Regions from separate parts of the Mus musculus genome. Here region 2 is linked to region 1. Evidence: chromatin contacts called from public promoter capture Hi-C data. All regions are on one chromosome and are shown on one strand. The core of a region is the stretch at or near the end of the contact, and the rest is flanking DNA. Distances in the headings are between cores, read along the strand shown. Region 1 holds the start of Castor2 (cytosolic arginine sensor for mTORC1 subunit 2). Region 2 has its middle 8.3 kb from the start of Gm46925.

Region 1 (3,067 bases), core at 384-2,883:
GCCCTGACCAAGCTCAGAAATAGCCCTGTCCAAGTCAGATCCCTAAGGCAAGAACTTTTAACAGGCCCTTCCCCCTGAGCCCAACTGGTAGGAGACAAGACAGCAAGGCAGGGGAAGGAGGGAGGGGTCTGTGTTTGCTGTTCATTTAACTTAATCTTGACCCATAACGTATCCATTCCTTTGGCAAGGAGGTAAGAGCATCCTCGCTTTAAATCCCCCTCCCCCCCTCCCCCCAAACCAGACCCATCATAATGGTAAGTGAATGGTAAGGGGTTTGAGTCAATGGTAGCTTGCTCCAATTCCCACTGCATAAGGGGAAATGGGCAATGAAAAGAAAAGGTAGTCTGACTAATCTAACAGGAGTTTATGAAGTCAAACACATCCAGCAACGGGAAAAAAAAAAAATCTAAGATTAAAAAAAAATATTTTTTTTCTTCTTTTTCTTCTTACCTCCCAAGGCCTTCCACTATTTTTCTCCCCCTGGAACATCCAAGCCCAGGTTCCAGGCAGATCCATCAACACGTCTGCTCCTCCCCTTCCATGGTTCAAAATCCCCCCCCCCCCCCACTTCGCTGGACCCCCAAAGAGAAAAGAAATCAGCGACCCTGGCCCTGCTGCCCCTCCCCCGCTGCCTGCACCTCTTCTCCCCTCGCAGGCACCTGGAGATAAACATCTACTAATGATTTTATGATATTTCTGTTCTGGGGTAGACCGACCTCAGCGCCATCCCTCCCCGCTTGCCAATGGCTACAGGGGGGCCGGCCCAACTGGGAGGAGGGTAGTGGTGGTGGTGGTGGTGGTGGATGGATGGGGGGATGGGGCGTGTTTAGTTTGTAAATTTCCTCCTCCAGATCCCCACACCTGTTTTTCATTCATTCATTCGTTCATTCATTCATTCACGGATGCATCATAGAGGCCATTTAGGGAGGTTACTCGGGATCTCGGGGAAGGGACTGAGACGGGAGGGGGGGGTGTTGGGTGTTGGTGGCAGCAGTTGGAGGCGCAGTGGGGTGGGGGCTTCTGGGTGGAGGGGACCCCCACTAGAGAGCACAGGGGTGGCTTTGTCCGATGCAGGAGAATGGCAGAGATTAGGGGGGGATGAAGTTGTTTTGCACTGCGTCCCCCCGGGGTGCGCCTCTTTGTCTGTCCCGGGGCTGGTACCATGAGCCCCCCCCGACACCCCCCCCCCCCGTCAGCCATCCCCTCGCCCCTTACTCTCTTTCTCTCACCTGGTCTTGGAAGACAGGAAGGCAAGTTTGATGAGGCCGTAGGTGAAGAGCGGGATACTCTCCTTGGCGACGCTGGCAACTTGCAGCCGGTGTTCCAGAATGTGCAGTTCCATCGTCCGCCCAGGGCTCCTCCACGGCGGATCATCCGCGGTGGCCCGAGTTGGGGGGGGGGGGACGGGGACGAGCCGCGGCCCCCGCCCCCTGTGCGCCCCAAGCCGTGGGGCAACCGGCCCAGGGAAGGGGGCCCGGAGCTCGATGCCGGGTTGATTCGTACTCGAGCCAGAAAAAGGAAGCTTGGCAAGTTGCAAAAAAAGGAGGCCTGGGGAGGACCTGCGGGGTGCAGCAAGCTACGGGGTGGACAAGCAAACAGCGCCCGGCTGAGCGCGGCGCCCGGCGCAGCAGCAGCTGGTGTTCGCTGTAACAAACAACTTGCCACTCAAACGCCGGGCCCGTGATGCGCAGGCGCCAGCCGGGAGGCCACGCAATGCCAATCGGGATTTGTAGTCCGCGCGCGCGCTTTTACGCGGCCCTCCCCCCAACCCCCCGGACTACTCCAGCTTGCTGATGTCAAGCCAGGGGGGCTGGGCTGCTGCGCCACGGTGCCCTGGGAATGCAAGATTTCGGGGTTCCCCAGGGACACAGAGGAACCCGATGGGACATATAGGGAATTTGGAGCGGATTTAAGCTTAGATGCATGCTCTTTAATCGCTCAAACTCAGGATTAGGTACTTTCTTTGGGGTGTCAATCGAGAACCCCTTTCCTCAACAAGCAACTCCAGCGTTGGAAAAGGCCTGATCCTGCCAGAGGAGAGATTTAGAGGAATCGGTGATTGTCGTTCAGGGAAGGAAAGCAAAAGAAGAGTTGGGTTAGATAGAGAAGGGTGCCGGCTTCCTTGGAAAAGGGTGCTGGGGGCTGAATGAGAGCACGCAGGCAGGGGGAGGGGGGCGCTCAGAGGGAGAGCTGCGCGGCCTTCCAGGCAGAAGGAACACCGTGTCCAAACGCACAGAAGCGTGAAAGCCCCCACGGTACTGTGTTTGGCTTTGTTGCTGCGGAAAATGTGAGGGAGGATAGAGATAAGGCAGGCACGGGAACCAGGACCCGGGTCTCCGGGATCATGGGTGCAAAGCTGCTGAAGTAACTGTGGATCTGGGAGGGTGGAGGGGTAAGGGGGAGCGGGAGGGGGTTACCGGGGTGAGGTGGAGAGCGGAACTGAATCTGAATGAGAGTTATCCTTAGTGTTTCTAACCCCAGGCTTGAGTGCTGTATGGGGGACCTGTTTAGCAAATATTCTGCCCGCCCCTCCCGCCCCTCTCCCTTTCATGGCTGACTAGGTTTTGAAATCCTCTAGGTTAAAGTTACTGACTAGTGCTTTTGCCCTTTGGCAGAGTGCTTTGACGTTGTGGTGGGTCAAGTCTACCTGACGAGGCGAACAGGGAACTCTTCGGGGAGAAAATCCTGCCTGTCAATCTCATATTCTCAGTTCCCTTCTATCAGATGGGGGCTTATTGTGCTGCCTCATACCCACTAAAGGGCGTGAAACCCAGAATTCTCACTATGTCTTTTAATGTAGTTAAAGATTGGGCCTTCGAGATGGCTCAGTGGGTAAAGACGCTGCCAAGTTTGCTGACCTGAGTTCGATCTTCTGGACCTTGGAAGGAGAGAATGGAACCCTGCAGGTTGTTCCTCTGATTTGTACATGCGTGCACACACGTAATTTCAATAAATAACTGATAGCTCTATTTTTCTTTTGTTTTGAGACAGAGTCTCGTTTATCTCATGTTATCCTTCATCAAGTCTATCTATAGTTGAAGATAACCTTGAACTTCTGATCTTTTCG
Region 2 (3,067 bases), core at 169-2,668, 240 kb before region 1:
CCTGGCTGCTTATTTTTAATTAAAAAAAAAAAATTATTGGTGGAGCTGGAGAGAGGCCTCAACAGTTAAGAGCACTTACTGTTCTTACTGAAGATCAGGTTTTGTCCCCAGTATCTACATCGGAACTCCAGCTCCAGGGAGTCGAACGCCCTCATCTCAGAACTGAGATGTCTGCTATGGTGGTTTTAATCAGAGGTCACTAGAGAAGCCCACGTGCCCAAAGTGTGCGTTTATACAGAGTCTCCATGGGGTGGCAGCAGTTCTTCATGTACATGGAAAATTGATTTACTCAAATTTTTAATTATTTTTTTCTGGCAACTAAGGTTGTTTTTACACACATCAACTTTGCCTGCCTTGAAATAATACCTATCATTTAAAAGTATTGAAACTGGACAGACGCGGTGATGTACGTCTGTAATCTCGGCGTGAAGTTGAAAGTCATCGCCAGGGCTACATGGAACCCTGTGTCTGAGGGTAATTTGTATGGGCTGTGGAGATGGATAGGTGGGCGAATGCGCTTGCTGCCTGGTCCCATGAGCTGGGTTAGATCTCTTGGACCCGCATGGTGGAGGGAAAGAACCAGTTCTCATGGGCTGTCCTCTGATCTCCGCATGTGCACCATGATATACACACCTGCCCCAACACACAAACAAGTAAATAGATGTTAAAAACTGATAAAGGAAGGCCCGGGAACATTGGCCTCTGTCTCTCACAAGTTAGGTGCACACAACACAGAGAAGGTTTGTTTCCTTTCTTTTCTTTTTTTTTTTTTTTTTTTAGGATTTATTTATTATTATAAATACGTACACTGTTACTGTCTTCAGACACACCAGAAGAGGGCGTCAGGTCTCATTACGGGTTGTTGTGAGCCACCATGTGATTGCTGGGATTTGAACTCAGGACCTTCGGAAGAGCAGTCAGTGAGTGCTCTTACCCCCTGAGCCTTCTCACCAGCCCCTCTTGGGTCATTTCTAAGTTAAAAATTCAACTCCTATTCCCACTACTGGGAAGACTGTTGTATTTGCTGCCCTGTTGAATAAAATGAAGCAAGCTGGGTGTGGTATTATCTCCTGAAAGCGTTTCATGCTTTGGGACTGATGAAGTTTGTCCTATTTTCCTCTTTCAGGCTGGCTGTCCTGATTTCTTTTTTTTTTCCAGTAATTTATTATTTAGTGCCACATACATTTTTCGTGTGTGCCCTCGCATGCCGTCGTGTCTGTGCATGTCATGTGGCATGCATGTGGAAGTCAGAAGACAACTTGCATGAGTTGACTCTCTCCTTCCACCATGTGGGCTCCTGGGGTTCGACCAAAGGTCGCCAGACTTGGCAGCAATCGCCTTTACCCTCGGAGCCATCCCTCCTTCCCTTGTCTCTATTGTCTTCGGATTGATACTCATCTCCGCTTACACAGGGAGGAAACCAATCAGCAAATGGCCAGCCTTACAGGATTGAGACAGAGAACCAAATACAGAGTGGGTGGCCCTGACACTGGAGAAGGGTTTCAGCCTGAGAGTCAAGGGCTGGGAAGATTAAACAGCTGTGCAGGGGCTCCCCTCTGACTAGGTAAGGTTGTCACCTGAACTTTCTAAGCAGTTTTGTTTTGCAACAAGGTCTCATATAGCCAAGAGTGACCTTGAACTTCTGACCCTCTGGTCTCCATCTGCTGAGTGCTAGGATACCAGGTACAGCCAAGCCTAGCTCTGTTTGGTTTTTTCTTCGTTTTTCCGAGACAGGGTTTCTCTGTATAGATCTGGCTGTCCTGGAACTCAGAAATCCTGCTGCCTCTGCCTCCCGAGTGCTGGGATTAAAGGCGTGCACCACCATGCCCAGTTTAGCTCTGTTTTTAAATGTGTGTGTGTGTGTGTGTGTGTGTGTGTGTGTGTGTATGTGTGCATATGTGTGTATGTGGGTTTGTGTGCATGTGTGTGTGCACGTACCTGCCACAGTATGCATGTGGGAAGTGAAGATCATAGGTGTCAACTTCAGGAGTCAGATCTTTCCTATCGTCTTGGGTCTCAGACTCAGACTCGCAGGCTTTTCTGCGAGCTCTTCACTGGATGAACCATCTCACCAGCTCTGGACTGCTTCTCGAGACAGAGGCTTGCACTACAGCCCAGGGAGTCTGGCATTCACTGTGTAGCTCAGACTGGCTTTACACACCTGTATACCTACCTCCTCCTCAACCGCCTGACTGTTGGGCTTCATTAGTAAGATTCCATAGAGCACTCTCTGGCCTCTCTCTCTCTCTCTCTTTTGCCCCCCTTTCTCTCTCTTCATGTGTTCCCAGTCGGTCTTTTCCCTTCTTCCTCTCTTCCCTCTCTTTCTGTCCCTCTCTGTCCCCTGTCTTTCCCACAATCCCTTCTCATCCCCTCTTCTCATGCCCTCAAATAAAATTCATTTTATTAAAAAAAAAAAAAAAAAAAGACTTCATAGCAGCTGTGTAGTGATGGTGGAGCACCGTCTTTGTCCCAGCACTCAGGAGGCAGAGGCAGGCAGAGCTCTGTGAGTTCGAGGCCAGCTTAATCTACAGGGTGAGTTCCAGGACAGTCAAAGCCTCATAGAGAACCCCGTCTCGAACCAACGGGGAAGATAGTGTTTCACAGGAGCCTTTGCGTTTATTTATTGGGCAGAGGCACACATGTCTTAGCGCTGGTGTAGAGATCAGAGGACAACCTCCAGGAGTCGAGTCTCTCTTTTGAGCATGTGAGTTGAGGGGTTTGAACTCACAGTCCCCAGCCTTGGCAGCAAGCACTTTTATCCGATGAGCCAGCTCGCTGGCCCCATGGCATCCCTTCAAGCCTGCCTCTTTGCAGACTGACTCAACATTGAAAGTGGTTTGCTGGTGAGCTATAATTTGCTAGGTCTTTAATTTAATATAATTAAGGCATTCCTGAAATCCGTACCTCTGCAACAGAAGTCACCGAGGTGACTCCTCAGGGACGTGACTGCCCTAGCTCCCTTCTGTCTTGTGTGTCTCTGCCCTAAAGTGGTGCCAAAAATAACAGTTATACTCTGGGCTGCTGCTTTCCTGCACTTTTATTTTAATTTTAAAAAATGGAACTGCCT

What was found. Promoter capture Hi-C pulls out the DNA fragments that hold promoters and counts their contacts.
Region 2: a contact with region 1 is called in a promoter capture Hi-C map of embryonic stem cells, with 2.7 times the contacts expected there. The contact joins the enhancer-like site here to the promoter of Castor2 in region 1. A contact is called at or near these places in 4 of 39 promoter capture datasets (embryonic stem cells, pre-B cells, stem cell-derived epiblast-like cells and 1 more), 4 of 484 Hi-C or Micro-C datasets (embryonic stem cells and pre-pro-B cells), 1 of 115 datasets of contacts at active chromatin or transcription factors (pancreatic cancer cells) and 1 of 9 other capture datasets (pancreatic islet).

What each region holds. Positions count from the first base shown.
Region 1 is chr5:134,098,314-134,101,380 of GRCm38.p6, reverse strand. Castor2 (cytosolic arginine sensor for mTORC1 subunit 2) reads right to left here and starts at 1,633. Exons shown (of 9, transcript NM_030719.3): 1 at 1,230-1,633. The coding sequence starts at 1,342. It overlaps Gm15627 (predicted gene 15627), which reads left to right and starts at 1,740. Exons shown (of 2, transcript NR_166664.1): 1 at 1,740-2,255; 2 at 2,616-2,969.
Region 2 is chr5:134,338,697-134,341,763 of GRCm38.p6, reverse strand. No RefSeq gene overlaps it. Among named protein-coding and RNA genes, the nearest start is that of Gm46925, 8.3 kb to the left of the region's middle. Within about 2 kb of position 1,418, at least 20 of the 459 cell types and tissues checked have an H3K27ac peak or open chromatin away from gene starts, as enhancers often do. A contact at or near this core is called in embryonic stem cells and stem cell-derived epiblast-like cells, where this site is marked.